Linked DNA regions of Sus scrofa: regions 1 and 3 are each linked to region 2. A link is a contact called in public Hi-C data. All regions are on one chromosome and are shown on one strand. The core of a region is the stretch at or near the end of the contact, and the rest is flanking DNA. Distances in the headings are between cores, read along the strand shown. Region 1 has its middle 130 kb from the start of ATP6V0D2. Region 2 has its middle 70 kb from the start of C4H8orf59. Region 3 holds the start of ATP6V0D2 (V-type proton ATPase subunit d 2).

Evidence for each region. Hi-C and Micro-C count contacts between places; a contact is called where the count stands out from the background.
Region 1: a Hi-C map of liver shows a contact between it and region 2, with 2.8 times the contacts expected there. The contact joins two enhancer-like sites. A contact is called at or near these places in 1 of 5 promoter capture datasets (liver), 24 of 47 Hi-C or Micro-C datasets (alveolar macrophages, embryonic fibroblasts, epiblast stem cells and 13 more) and 1 of 2 datasets of contacts at active chromatin or transcription factors (skeletal muscle).
Region 3: a contact with region 2 is called in a Hi-C map of liver, with 2.1 times the contacts expected there. The contact joins the promoter of ATP6V0D2 here to the enhancer-like site in region 2. A contact is called at or near these places in 1 of 5 promoter capture datasets (liver) and 8 of 47 Hi-C or Micro-C datasets (embryonic fibroblasts, epiblast stem cells, fetal liver and 3 more).

Annotation. Positions count from the first base shown.
Region 1 is chr4:50,880,524-50,885,190 of Sscrofa11.1, reverse strand. No RefSeq gene overlaps it. Among named protein-coding and RNA genes, the nearest start is that of ATP6V0D2, 130 kb to the right of the region's middle. Within about 2 kb of position 2,385, at least 3 of the 83 cell types and tissues checked have an H3K27ac peak or open chromatin away from gene starts, as enhancers often do. A contact at or near this core is called in liver, where this site is marked.
Region 2 is chr4:51,396,595-51,400,932 of Sscrofa11.1, reverse strand. No RefSeq gene overlaps it. Among named protein-coding and RNA genes, the nearest start is that of C4H8orf59, 70 kb to the left of the region's middle. Within about 2 kb of position 2,447, at least 6 of the 83 cell types and tissues checked have an H3K27ac peak or open chromatin away from gene starts, as enhancers often do. A contact at or near this core is called in liver, where this site is marked.
Region 3 is chr4:50,747,296-50,751,362 of Sscrofa11.1, reverse strand. ATP6V0D2 (V-type proton ATPase subunit d 2) reads left to right here and starts at 1,990. Exons shown (of 8, transcript XM_003125581.4): 1 at 1,990-2,572. The coding sequence starts at 2,443.

The DNA.
Region 1 (4,667 bases), core at 1,136-3,635, 520 kb after region 2:
TTTCTTTTTTTTTTTTTTTTTTTTTTTTGCTTTTTTTTTTAGGGATGAACCTGAGGCATATGGAAGTTCACAGACTAGGGGGTCCAATCAGAGCTACTGCTGCCAGCCTACACCACAGTCACAGCAACGCAGGATCCTTAACCCACTGAGCGAGACCAGGTATCAAACCCGCATTCTCATGAATCCTATTTGGGTTTGTTAATTCTGAGCCACAAAGGGAACTCCCAGGATTTTTCTTTTTCAATTTCTGACTTTATGAAGACACTCTTATAGTCACATCTATCAAATTCTTTTATTTTTTCATGCATTCATTTGTTCAACACACATCTTGAGTTACTATTACCTTCAAATAGTATACTATCTCGAAGAGTCCAAGGTTTTGTGGGAAGATAGGCATGAAAACACTCAATTTAGTACAAGAATTTTGATTTAATAAAGATATGCGTAAGCCTGGGTGAGGCAGTGGGGAAGTGGCGGGGATTGGGAGAGCCGAGGAAAGGAATCTCAGACTGCCGTGAGAAGCGAGGGAAGATTCATAGAGAGAAAAGTATCAGGCTGTGAGCTGGGGAGTAGGTAAGACACTCCTGCACAGAAGCAAATGGTTGTGGGGGTGGTGGGGGGAGGGGAGGGCAGATGCAAAAGTTAGAGAGATGAGGATGCCAATGGTTGCTGTACAGGTGGAATGTAATATAAAAGAGATGGGAGTTCCCTAGTGGCTCAGCAGGTTAAGGACCTGGCATTGTCACTGCTGTGGCTCAGGTTCAATCCTTGGCCCAGGAAATTTCTGCATGCAGGGAACATGGCCCCCCAAATAAAGAAAAAAGAGGGAAGTGACAGAAGAAACTGGAGAGGGAAGTATGTACGCACAAAAAGGCCTTGCACTTCATTAAAAAGAGTTATGTATTTATCCCAGTGGGCATGGGAAAGCACCAAAACTTCTTGAGCAAAAGAATCAGATTCTGTTTTATAAAGGTCTGCTGACACCATCATGAGAACTGAACGAATGATAACAGGTGAGAAGGTGGGTGAAGCAGAAGAGAGATGGTGAGATTGGTATGGTAGGCTGCTGAGAGAACAGGTAAGAGATGATGTTCTGATCTAGAGAGATTCAATTTTGACTCTGATTAGCTAAAATCAGATCATCTATATGAAATACTGAACAGAGAAACATTGGGCTAGAGGCATTACTTTAACAGATACTTATTTAGTACCTAGTGTCTGCTAGGAGATGCAGCAGTTGCCAGGGAGAGAAAGATAAACCCTCATTCTAAGAAAGCTCCAAGCCTGAGGAGTGAGACCAGTCAAGTCAACAGCATTGGCATCAGTGAGGTAAGAGCTATATTAAAGCTTAAGGAGTTTCCATTGTGGCTTTGTGGGTTAAGAACACAACATAGCATCCATGAGGATGCAAGTTCCATCCCTGGCCTTGTTCAGTGGGTTAAGATGCAGTGTCACCACAAGCTGTGGTGTAAGCTGCAGATGTGGCTGGGATCCAGTGTTGCCATGGCTATGGCATAGGCCTCCACTGCAGCTCCAATTGAACCCCTAGCCTGGGAACTTTCATATGCCTCAGCTGTGGCTATAAAAAGAAAAAAAAAAAAGGGCAAGAAAGGCTCTGGACACAATGATAGAGGATCTACATTCTCTGATTATCCCAAACACTAACTTCATAAGCGCTAGCATGTGTTTGAACAGCTCCTATGTGCCAAACTGTGGGTATGCCTTACATACACCATCTCCTTAAAGAGCAAGATACTAAAACTTACTTTTAAATGGTCTGTCTCCTCCCTCCAAATATCTTAACTACCCAACACTATTGTAACAAATTATGTTGTGGCTCATTTGTAATACACTAATTTCTTTTTCTTTCTTTCTTTCTTTCTTTCTTTCTTTCTTTCTTTCTTTCTTTCTTTCTTCCTTTTTCTTTCTTTTTTTTTTCTCAGCTACATTAAACACTTTATTTCTTTACCAATACTAATTTGAAGAAAATATGGTAATATTTGTTAAATCTGGTTTGGTAGATGTATAGATGTCTTCTCTATTATTTTCCATACTTTGCTGTGGAGTCCACTCCTTTCTGTGTGACTGAGAAATAGGACTTTTGTATTTCCCAGTTTTTCCCCATGGCTATGATTATCCAAAACACATGATTATGTTAATAAAAAAAAAGGCATTAAAGATAACCTTTTGCAAAGGTACACATTTGGACTGCTAATTACAGCAGCTTAATTTATATTGCTCCCATTTATGGTGGATTTAGCTCTTACTTAACAAGAGCTTAAGAAAACATTAACAGATTGCAAATCTTGTCCCTACTTTTATGCCCCAGTTAACAGCACAGCTGAATATTAACCTCCTAGTTTTATAGAGGACGGAGCCTGAGGTCACTTGGAGCAGCTTGTTCAATCAACAGGCCTGACATGCGTCATGCTGCTGGTCCTGCCACAGGTCCGGATGTAAAACTGGGTTCATTTCTTAAGGACACAACCAGGCTTCCCCTGTGTATCTATGCTGTACATTGCATGGATGTTGGAAGACATGATAATTGGCTGATAAACATTTATGTGGAGGTAAATCTAGCTTTATTTCAAATTGTCTCTGAGATCCTCAGACAACAGATGTCTGTGACAACACCTTTGTCAGTGAAAAGATTTTCTGTTTTACACTTTACATATAATTTTATTCAGTTAAAAGAAACAGGTTTTTATGAGCTGCAAAAGTCCTCTGGTCCCAAGACAATGATCCATCTGCCATCCATGCAAGTTATTTTCATGGCATCAATATTTTTCCCAACTAAACAGCAAGTTCCCTAAAGGCAAAAACATGTATTATATTTATTCTGCAAACCCTAATATGGTACACATGAGATGTGGACAAAATACTCCTGCATTTGGCTTTGCTACTTGTCATCTGTACGTCTTTAGCAAATTCCCTTCACTTCCCCAAGCTTCAGTTTGCTTATGTGTCAAAAGAGGGAATAATACCTTTTGAAAACTAAATTAGATAATAAATTTAAATGATGCTCTGTAAACCTAAATAAATTACCAAATATCATCTAAATTACATTACTAGTACAGGTATTACTGAGTATTATACCCATATAAGTATAATCTTGCTATTGATGATTAAGAGGAACCAGCGAAAACAAATTCCTCTTGTATCTTATGTGGAAAAACTCTCAGAGGTAGAATTTCTGAAAGGAGAAAAAATTTTGCTTTAGATGATTTGTACAGCACTGTCATTTGTGACAATGTCCTTACATTTTTATGATAATAGCAATGATATCAATTATGTCCAGAGATTATAGTGTGGAGGAAATCTATGATATTTATCAAGAAATAAGTTTTTTAACTCAAAATACTGTCCATCATTTGTATTACAATTAGGAAAAAAGGGCAAGAAATATACTTTTCATTACCAAAAATGAAGGAGAAAGGAGATTTAAAGTACTAAAAAAAAATGGAGTTCCCGTTGTGGTGCAGTAGAAATATATCCAACTAGTATCCATGAGGATGTATGTTCAATCCCTGGCCTCACTCAGTGGGTTAAAGATCCAGCATTGCTGTGAGCTGTGGTGTAGGTTATAGACATGGCTCAGATCCTGTGTTGTTTTGGCTGTAGTGTAGGCTGGCAACTGCAGCTCCACTTTGACCCCTAGCCTGGGAACTTCCATGTGCTGTGAGTGGGGCCCTGAAAAGCAAAAAAAAAAAAACGTTTTATCTCAACCTTAGAAGGGAAGACAGCTAATGGATTTATTTCCACCAATGTATCTATCATCTTTATCATTTAAGGTCAGAGATTCCATAGCAGCGTGTCTTCTATTTAACCCACTGTAAGCAAGACAGCTAGTATCTTTCCTGAGTTGGTGCTCAGCTGGAGCTGTCCACTTCCTCCAAATAAGAACATATTGTAGTGGGAATTCCTGTTGTGGTTCAGGGGGTTAAGAACATGACATAGTGTCTGTGAGGTTGAACCTCGTTCAGTGGTTTAAGGATCTGGCTTTGCCACCAGCTGCAGCGTAGGTCAAAGATACCACTCAGCTCCAGGGTTGCCAAGGCTATGGCTTATGTTGGGGAGCATGGGGAGTGAGAGAGGTGAAAGGAAGTAATGCTACATTAGCTACCTGACTCTAAAGAGCATTTTACAAAATGCTCACAGGAATTTCCGTGGTCTTTATAGACCAACCCCTCCCAGACTTGATAATTAGGGGATTTTCTTAAGGATTTGTCTGCTAAGTATTTCCTTGACTAGCTACTGCTTTTGTTTGTTTTCTTACTAACTTTACATTTTCCTTATGCAAATAATTTTGAATTGTGTTCATTTTTATTAACCTTAATCAATGGCATTATAAAAGGGTAACAATGGCCACAGGGTACCTTATGTCTGGCTTATTATCAGCACTGTGGAGATGACTCTTTTGCATTTGGGAGGTCCTGAGTGACCCACTTGGTGAATAGCCACCAAAATTATAGTATGTGAGTTCTCTGGTAGCTCAGCATGTTAAGGATCTAGTGTTGTCACTGGCTGTGGCTTGGGTCACTGCTGCTTCAGGGGTGCCATCCTTGGCCCAGGAACTTCCATGTGTCTCATGCACCAAAAAAAAAAAAAAAAAAGAAAAAGAAAAAAAAATTATAGTGTGTGGTTCCCAAAGATACTGTAAGTAAAAG
Region 2 (4,338 bases), core at 1,198-3,697:
CCCTCATTCAAATGCTACCCCCTCAAAGAGGCTTCCCCTGAGGCACCTGTTACTCTCTTTCTCCTTACCCTGATGACTTTCTAATAGCACTTGATGTAGCATAGTGTAGTTCATTTCTAAAAACATCTGTCTGTTTCTCCTACTAGAATGCTAATTTTTTTTGTTTGTTTGTTTTAGCTCATGTGGCATGCAGAAGTTCCTGGTCCAGGGATTGAACCTGTACAACAGTAGCAACTCAAGCTTTTGCAGTCACAATACCAGATCCTTAACCTGCTGCACCACAAGGGAACTCTAAATGTTAACCTCCTTAGAAACAGGGATTTTATTTTGTTAATCAGTGTTCCTAGCATCAAAGTAGTCCTTGGCACATGATAGACATCAATAAATACTTATTTAATGAACAAATCAATAGTTTTCATGCATATTTAAAATAACATAGTCAAAGGGTACAAATTTGCAACTAGATGATGAATACATTCTGGAACATAGAGATTGTTGTCAGTAATACTGTGTTATATATTTCAAAGTTGCTCAGAGAATAGACTTAAATGCTCTTATCATAAAAAAATGAAATGATAATTATGGAACATGAGAGAGGTATAAGCTAATGCAATATACAAATGTATCAAGTCAACACATTTTACACCTTAAAATCACACAATGTTTGATATTTTTCTTTCTTTCCTTTTCTTCTTCTCTGTTATTATTATTTTTGCTTTTTAGGGCCACACCTGCAACATATAGAGGTTCCCAGGCTAGGGGTTGAATCAGAGCTGTAGCTGCCGGCCTATGCCACAGCCACAGCAATGCAGGATCCAAGCCGCGTCTGTGACTTACACCGCAGCTCACAGCAATGCCGTATCCTTAACCCACTGAGCAAGGCCAGGGATCGAACCTGTGTCCTCATGGAGCCTACTCAGATTCGTTTCTGTTGAGCCACGATGGGAACTCCCACAGTATAATCTTTACTTTTCTGGAGTAGTTTTGTGCTGCTGAAGAAGACTGGGTGTAGGCTATTTTTTTTCTTTTTCTTTTTTTTCATGACCACACCTACGGCATATGAAAGTTCCCAATCTAGGGTTGAATTGGAGCTGCAGCTGAGCCTGTGCCACAGCCACAGCAACACTAGATCCTTAACCCACTGAACAAGGCCAGGGATCCAACCTGCAACCTCATAGACACTATATCAGGTTCTTAACCCACTGAACTACAACGAGAACTCTCTGAGTGTAGACTTATATGTCAGCTTGGCATCATATAGAGTGTGCAGTGCTCCTTAAAAAAACTTTGACAAGATTTTTGCAGCCGAAGATGTGAGTTAGTACAATAATGCATATACATATATGTTCACAACTTATTTACAATCATGCTTTGGTGCTTTGAAAGGCTTCTTCAAGTTTTCATGCCATGTGCAAGAGTATAAATCTTACTGTCTAGTTGATTCACTTGCAGTCCCTCCCTCAGAGTTTAATGGATGCCATATTTTCAAACTGAGGCAGTCTTTCTGCTCTGGACACCAGATCTTCCAAAACAACACTGCTGGTGTGAGAGAAGCACTAAGAGAAAGGAAGCACAGGAGAGGATGGGGAGAAGGAGAAAGAGGTTCTTGCAGTAAATAGTCAGCATTTGAAAGGGAGAATATGTGGTGAAAGAAAAGGCATATTTTAACAGGAATTAAAAAATAAAACTTCAGGAGAGTTCCCACTGTGGCACAGTGGGTCAGTAATCCAGATTGTCTCTGTGGAGGGGCTGGTTCAATACCTGGCCCAGAGCAGGGGTTTAAGGATCCAGCATTGCTGCAGCTGCAGTGTAGTTCAGCAGTTCTGGCTCATATTTTATCTCTGGCCTGGGAACTTCCACATACCACAGGGGCAGCTAAAAATGGAAGAACAAACGAACAAACAAACCCCCCAAAACTTTAGGAAAAAAAATTGACGTGGGCATGATCTCTTTAAAGGATGAAAAATGAGGAAGTTATAGGGCAGCCCTGATCTGTTCCTATTGTTAACCCCCAGGTGGTGCTGTTGGAGAAGAAAAGCTGATTCCCTCTGGAAGTAGGCAGGCCACCAGGAGATTGCATACCATGGGCCTTTAACACAGAACCGACTTCGACCTGCTAGTGCTGGATTCCAGTCCCTTCCAAAGACTCCCTTGGCTTTACTTTTTAGTATGAAACAGAGAGCGTCGCATTTGTGTCATGAATAAGTCTGCCCATACGTGGGGTCCTGGAATTCCTTCTCTCTCTCTCTCTCTTTTTTTCTCTTTTGTTCTTAACTCCTTTCTCCCTTCTCCTGCAGGTGCATCTCCGGGCTACCATTCCCTCAGGGTGCATCCCTGCCACCAGCTCTTGGTAGCTCTTAATCCTCTGGGCACCATACCGATTCCACTGGGCTATTCCTCTGCCCCTGCCAAGGGAGAGAAAGCTGGGGAAGTACTCATTAACAGAAAACCTTTGATATATTTACCCTCTGTGTTCTGCCTCTGCTAAGCACACAATCAGAGGGAGCGGCCTCAGGTTGAAGCAAGTTTGTCTGTTAATTTCCTGGAGTCAGTGCTGCTTTCATGCTGGGTGGCTCTTAACTGGTGCTTCTATAAAGGTCGTCCTTTCCAGTGTTTCCTATCAATGGCAGAGTCTTAGCTGTGAGTTGTTCTCCTTCTATGCAAAAGGGATGGACTAGATGTGGGCCGGGGGTGGTGGGGGCGGGGGGAAGGGTCTTACAGCAGTGCTCAGGGTCTGTTAGCAGGTATCAGAATTACTTATTAAAATCTTTTTTCTCAGAGTTCCCTGGTGGCCTAGTGATTAAGGATCCAGCATTGTCACTGATGTGTAAAAAAAAGAAAAGTTTTCTAGAGGTATCTGTGTTTGTACACATGGTCCTTTTCTTTGGCACCATCTCCCTCTTGGTAGAGTTAGATCACTTTCTTTTTTTTGGGTCCTTTCCCGCAGCATATGGAAGTTCCCAGGCTAGGGGTAGAATCAGAACTGCAGCCACTGGCCTTAGTCCACAGCCACAGCAATTCAGGATCTGAGCCATGTCTGTGACCTACACCATAGCTCACCACAATGCCAGATCCTTGATCCGCTGAGCGAGGCCAGGGATCAAATCTGCAATCTCATGAATACTAGTCGGGTTTGTTACTGTTGAGCCACAACCGGAACTCTAGAGACCATTCTTTCTTCAGTCCTCATTCTCTGTTGAATCAAGACCTCATTCCTGCCTTTGAGGCTCAAAGACTTCATTAAAGGCACTAACTCCTTGCTCACTTAGCTTTCTTCCCTCAGATCCCCTGTAGATCCATCTACCACACACATGCCTCCTCTCCTCTGGGGCCATTCTTCCAATTAGGGGAATTCAGAACCCAAAAAATTCACAAAAGTGTTCACCAAAAATTAAGGGAGCATAATTAGGATTTTTCTAGAGAAATCAGGTTCTTGCTTTCTCATCTAAGAGAAAAGTGGATTTTTTTTTTTCTTTAGCTTTTCTAGGAAAGGTAAAGGCTTTTGGAAAATCTTCAGGGTTTCTGGCCCTCCCCTCCCATATTGAATCATCCGGGGCCAATCTGAATACTTCATTCTGCACATTTTCAGATCTGAGGTTAAGGATAGTGGTCACAGAGGAGTACTCTTTCTCATCAGCAGGAAGGAGGAGTAAGTGCAAAGACTTGTGAGCCTTGGCTCTTGCTAATCTCAGGTCTCTTGCTAATCCACACAAAATGAGCATAATATTGACATAGTGAGTTTGCTGTGCATCTTAGACAAGAAGAGCTTAAAGGAATTATCACAGAGAAACTCAAGAAATCTTAGTGTTGGAATGAACACCATCTGTCAGCCAGGGCGATGGAAGAACAATCTAGTAGTTCCAGATTCCTTTTGGATTCAGGCACTAGATGTCACTGCTGGTGTTTGGTACTTTCCAAAAAAAAAAAAAAAAAAAAATGGTTTAAAAAAAAGTTCTAAAGGGAAAAGACAAGGGTGGCTGGAGACTGCTTTCTTAAGAAGATAAGCCCAGAGCATCCCTTCAATATCCTAGTAAAAATGAGTCAGCTCTGGAAAAGTTGAAAGGCTTCAATCAACATATTTAGATATCAAGTAAGCCACTATGGTTTGTTGATTAACTGACTGAATTTGATTCAAAAATAAATACTGTTACTATATTTAAGATGCTGCAGCTTCTGATGTAAGGCAATCAGCTTCAGAATTCAGAGGTTTGAATGAGAAGGTGGAGTGAGAATGTTAGCGAATAGTTAAATAACAAAAGGAAGAAAATCTGTAAGACATCAAGCATCCTACTGATCCTGTATTTATAGGACAGGTAACATATAAATATAGATCTTTTT
Region 3 (4,067 bases), core at 741-3,240, 650 kb after region 2:
TCACAACATACAGAAGTTCCTCAGCCAGGAATAGAACTGGCACCAAAAGCGTAACCAGAGCTGCATCAGTAACAATGCTGGATCCTTAACCCACTGAGCCACAAGGGAACTCCACAGTATGTTTCCATTGATTTTTATTCATCTCTAGTATCTGTCAACCTGTGGTTGCCACTGACAAGCAAGTGTAGTTGCAATGATTGTTGGTTGATATTTGTATTTATATTACTGAGTAGGACAAAGATGAAATGATGAAGACATATGTAACATGAGGGCTTCTTTGCTGAGTCAGACAATGGTTTTTGAATACTAAAGACTATTTCTTCAATTTTTTTGCAATTCACAATGTAACTATAGATACCACACACTTTTAATTTTAATTTCCATTAATGGCATTTTCTGCATCACTTTTTTTTTTCTTGGCTGCTCTGAGGCATATGGATTTCCCAGGCTAGGATCAGATTTGAGCTGCAGTTGCAAACTACTTGACAGCTTCAGCAATACTAGTTCTTTTAACCCACTGTGCCAGGCTGGGGATCAAACCATTTGCTGGTGCTGCAGAGATGCTGCCGATCCTGCCACAGTGGGAACTCTTTCATCACTATTTTAATTCTGAACAATAACCAGCAACAAATCAAACCCTAATTTGTAGCTTTTGCCTCTTTTCATGGTGGAAAACTCCCACTATGGTCCCCTCTAAGCTACCATTGGGACATCATGAAACCCAGAGTTGCATGTACCCTTTTAGACAGAATATCTACCATATACATACAAGAGGTATAAATTACCTCAAGTGCATAAATAAAAGTAATTAGGAAATGATGTCTTTGTTTTAATAATTTATTTATTTGATTGTAAGTTTGTATCAAATTGAACTATATAAAATTGCTGTTATGCAACTTTTTTTTTTTTTTTTTTTTTTTTTTTTTTTTTTTTTTTTTTGCATGTGGAAATTACTAGGCCAGGAATCAAACCCAAGCCACAATTGCAACCTATGCCACAGCTGCAGCAATGCTGGGTCCTTAACCCGCTGCATCACATGTGAACTTCCACGATCATTTTTTTAATTTACCAAAGTGGTAAATTCATATATAATTCAATCTAAAACATACCCAGGGAGTTTGGGTGTGTGTGAGTTTGAGTATGCTTTGAGTTTTGAGGTCAAGTTTTGAGTCTGAATTTGAGTTTTGAGTTTGAGTATGTTGGGGGGAGGGTTGGATAATGAAAAAGAAAATAATAACTTCTGTTTATTGAATACGTTCAAAGCTCTACACTGTTTGGTTCTCTGTGATTTCCAACAACTAAAACAGAATTTACATTGACTCAATCATACCGAGCTTCTTTCAGTTTGGAAATATTGAGAAGAGACTGGCGAATTTCTGACCTTTCAGTTAAGAATTTGGCACAACATATGTGAAAGTGAAATACTACATATGTGAAATTGTGATCAGGATCTGTCATATACAGAAGTTCCCAGACCAGGAAATGAACCCATGTCACAGTAGTGACCAGAGCCACAGCAGTGAAAATGCCAAATCCTCAACTGCTAGGCCACCAGGGAACTCTATATTTGATAGAATTTTTGAGCTAAGCATAGAGGAAAACTAACACTCTTTTTTGGCGCATGAAACAACAATTAAGTCCTGGCTTAAATAAACTGCATTCTGAGCTGCCTCAGGGCTTCTGAGAGCTGGTTCCTTATTTGGAATGTGGGTAATACTATCATATTAGTATTTTTCAAAGGTAGTGGCTTATTACTATAGAATCACAAGACTGTGTACCTGCTCCCAGGACTGTTTTCTGGTCTCTGCGCCTAGACTGGGGGTGGGGAGAGAAGCAGGTACCAGGCTTTGGCCAGGTTAAGGCATTCCTGGCCTTTTGTTTTACAAACACCCCATGCTGCTGAACTAGCTTCTCCAGGATCTCCAAACTGCCTACTTGCCTTTGATCTATTTACATTAAGTTAATTTTTTAAAGCCCTTCCTTTCTTTTTAATAGTTCTCAAGATGTTTAAAACTAATGTCATTTACAATGGAAACCTCAGAAGCTTACATGGGAAGAAAAGTTTACAAAATGTTCAGTTGTAGCAGGGGTTCTAGTAGCGAAGCTGGGAAGGCGCTAGTTGCTCTGGTAGGGAAGGAGCAGAGCCCTGACCCGCCCTCACCTGACCTCCTCCCCCGCCTCATAGCAGGGGTTTGGTTCCTGGGTTCACTAAGGTTATCTAGCTGATTCACTGTTGAGGTAAAAACAGGACTGAGCTCATGGTGTTGAAAGCCACTGAAAGCGGAGGAAACTAGTCATGAAAACCCTGACTATCAGCTGAGAGATCACTTCCCAATAACTCCTGGCAAGAGCTAAGTACTTTTCTCCAGGCTGGTGCACGTCTTCAGGGCTGGTCAGGACACAGAGCTGTTTCAGCCTAGGTGGGCAGTGATTGCTTCCTCCATGTTTGAGGGCGCTGAGCTGTACTTCAATGTGGACCATGGCTACCTGGAGGGCTTGGTGCGAGGGTGCAAAGCTGGCCTCCTGACCCAGCAGGACTACATCAACCTGGTCCAGTGTGAGACTCTGGAAGGTAAGTGCTACCCTTTTCACCTTAAAAAAAAGGTGTGTGGGGTGGGGAAGCGGGGGCGGGGGGGGGGGGGGGGGGGGGGATGGACGACTGATGCTGCCTGCTGGAAGCTAGATTGGGGGCTTTAGTCTCAAGGCCTGAGAGTTCTGGGTAGGCTCTTATTCTCAAGGCCAAGACTTCAGGGCTACATGAACTTGGAAGAGCAAAAAAAAAAAAAAAAAAAAAAAAAAAAAAAAAAATTACATCTCTATTTTCGTTATTCCCTAAGTGAAATTTAGCATTTCCTTTTATGACTGCAAGCAACAAATCACAGTAGTTAAAACTTTTGTCACCAATAAAAGGCAGTATGTTCATATCCTTATACAGTTCTTGCAGATACCTTGAAATATCATTTATATTTTCACTATTACAAAATTATACTAGATTTGCACTCCTCCTTGATATTTCATGTCTTAATAAAGAAGCACGTTATATAAATTTTAAATATCTTAACTATATTTTAATATATTTAGTGTCCTTTGAATACTATATATTTTCATTGTACATATTATTTATAAATATTATTTGGAGAATGATTTTACCAAACTGTCCAATGAGCTATAGTTAAGAAACCCCCAAAACCTTGGTCTAGAGAATTTTATTCTATCTCATTTCTCAGTATCTATTAGTATGAGAGTATGTATATTTGAGGTTTTTTTTTAAATAAAGCTTAAGAAAAAAAATCAAGAGACATTGGCATGGGAGTTCTCATTGTGGCGCAGTGGAAAAAAATCTGACTACTATTGCATGAGGATTCAGGTTCGATCCCTGGCCTCGCTCAGTTTGTCAGGGATCCGGCATTGCTGTGAGCTGTGGTGCAGGTAGCAGATTCGGCTCGGATCCCATGTTGCTGTGGCTGTGGCTGTGGCTGGCGGCTGTAGCTCCAATTCAACCCTCAGCCTGGGAACTTCCATGTGCTGCAGGTGCAGCCCTAAAAAGCAAAAAAAAAAAGAAAGATTGTGAGGTTGTGAGGATGGTTGTACAACTATAAATAAAATAAAATTCATTGAATTATTATATTAAAAAGATATTAGTATACACCCAGGAAATCATCACCACAATCTATGCCATAGACCTATCCATTTACCTCCAAAGTTTTTCTCTTGCCCTCTGTGTATGTATGTGTGTGTGTGTACTATAGGCTCTAGGATTTACTCATCTTGTATAACTGACACTTTGTATTCTTTGACTAATAGCTCACCATTTCCCCCTCCTTTCTGGAAATTACCTTTAAGCTACAGTATTTCCAAAACCTTATCAAAGATTTCACATACCAAATACAGTATTTTCATTATTAAAAACAGCTACCTTCCCTTATTTTAAAACATGCTTATAAAATCAATATAATAATGTCAGTAGTAAGGTGTTTTAAAACTTCCAGATTATTCTAGAAAAAGCAAGAAAGCAATAAGGATCAAGACTGCCGGCAAGAGTAGTAGAAGGCCAAAACCAAAACAAC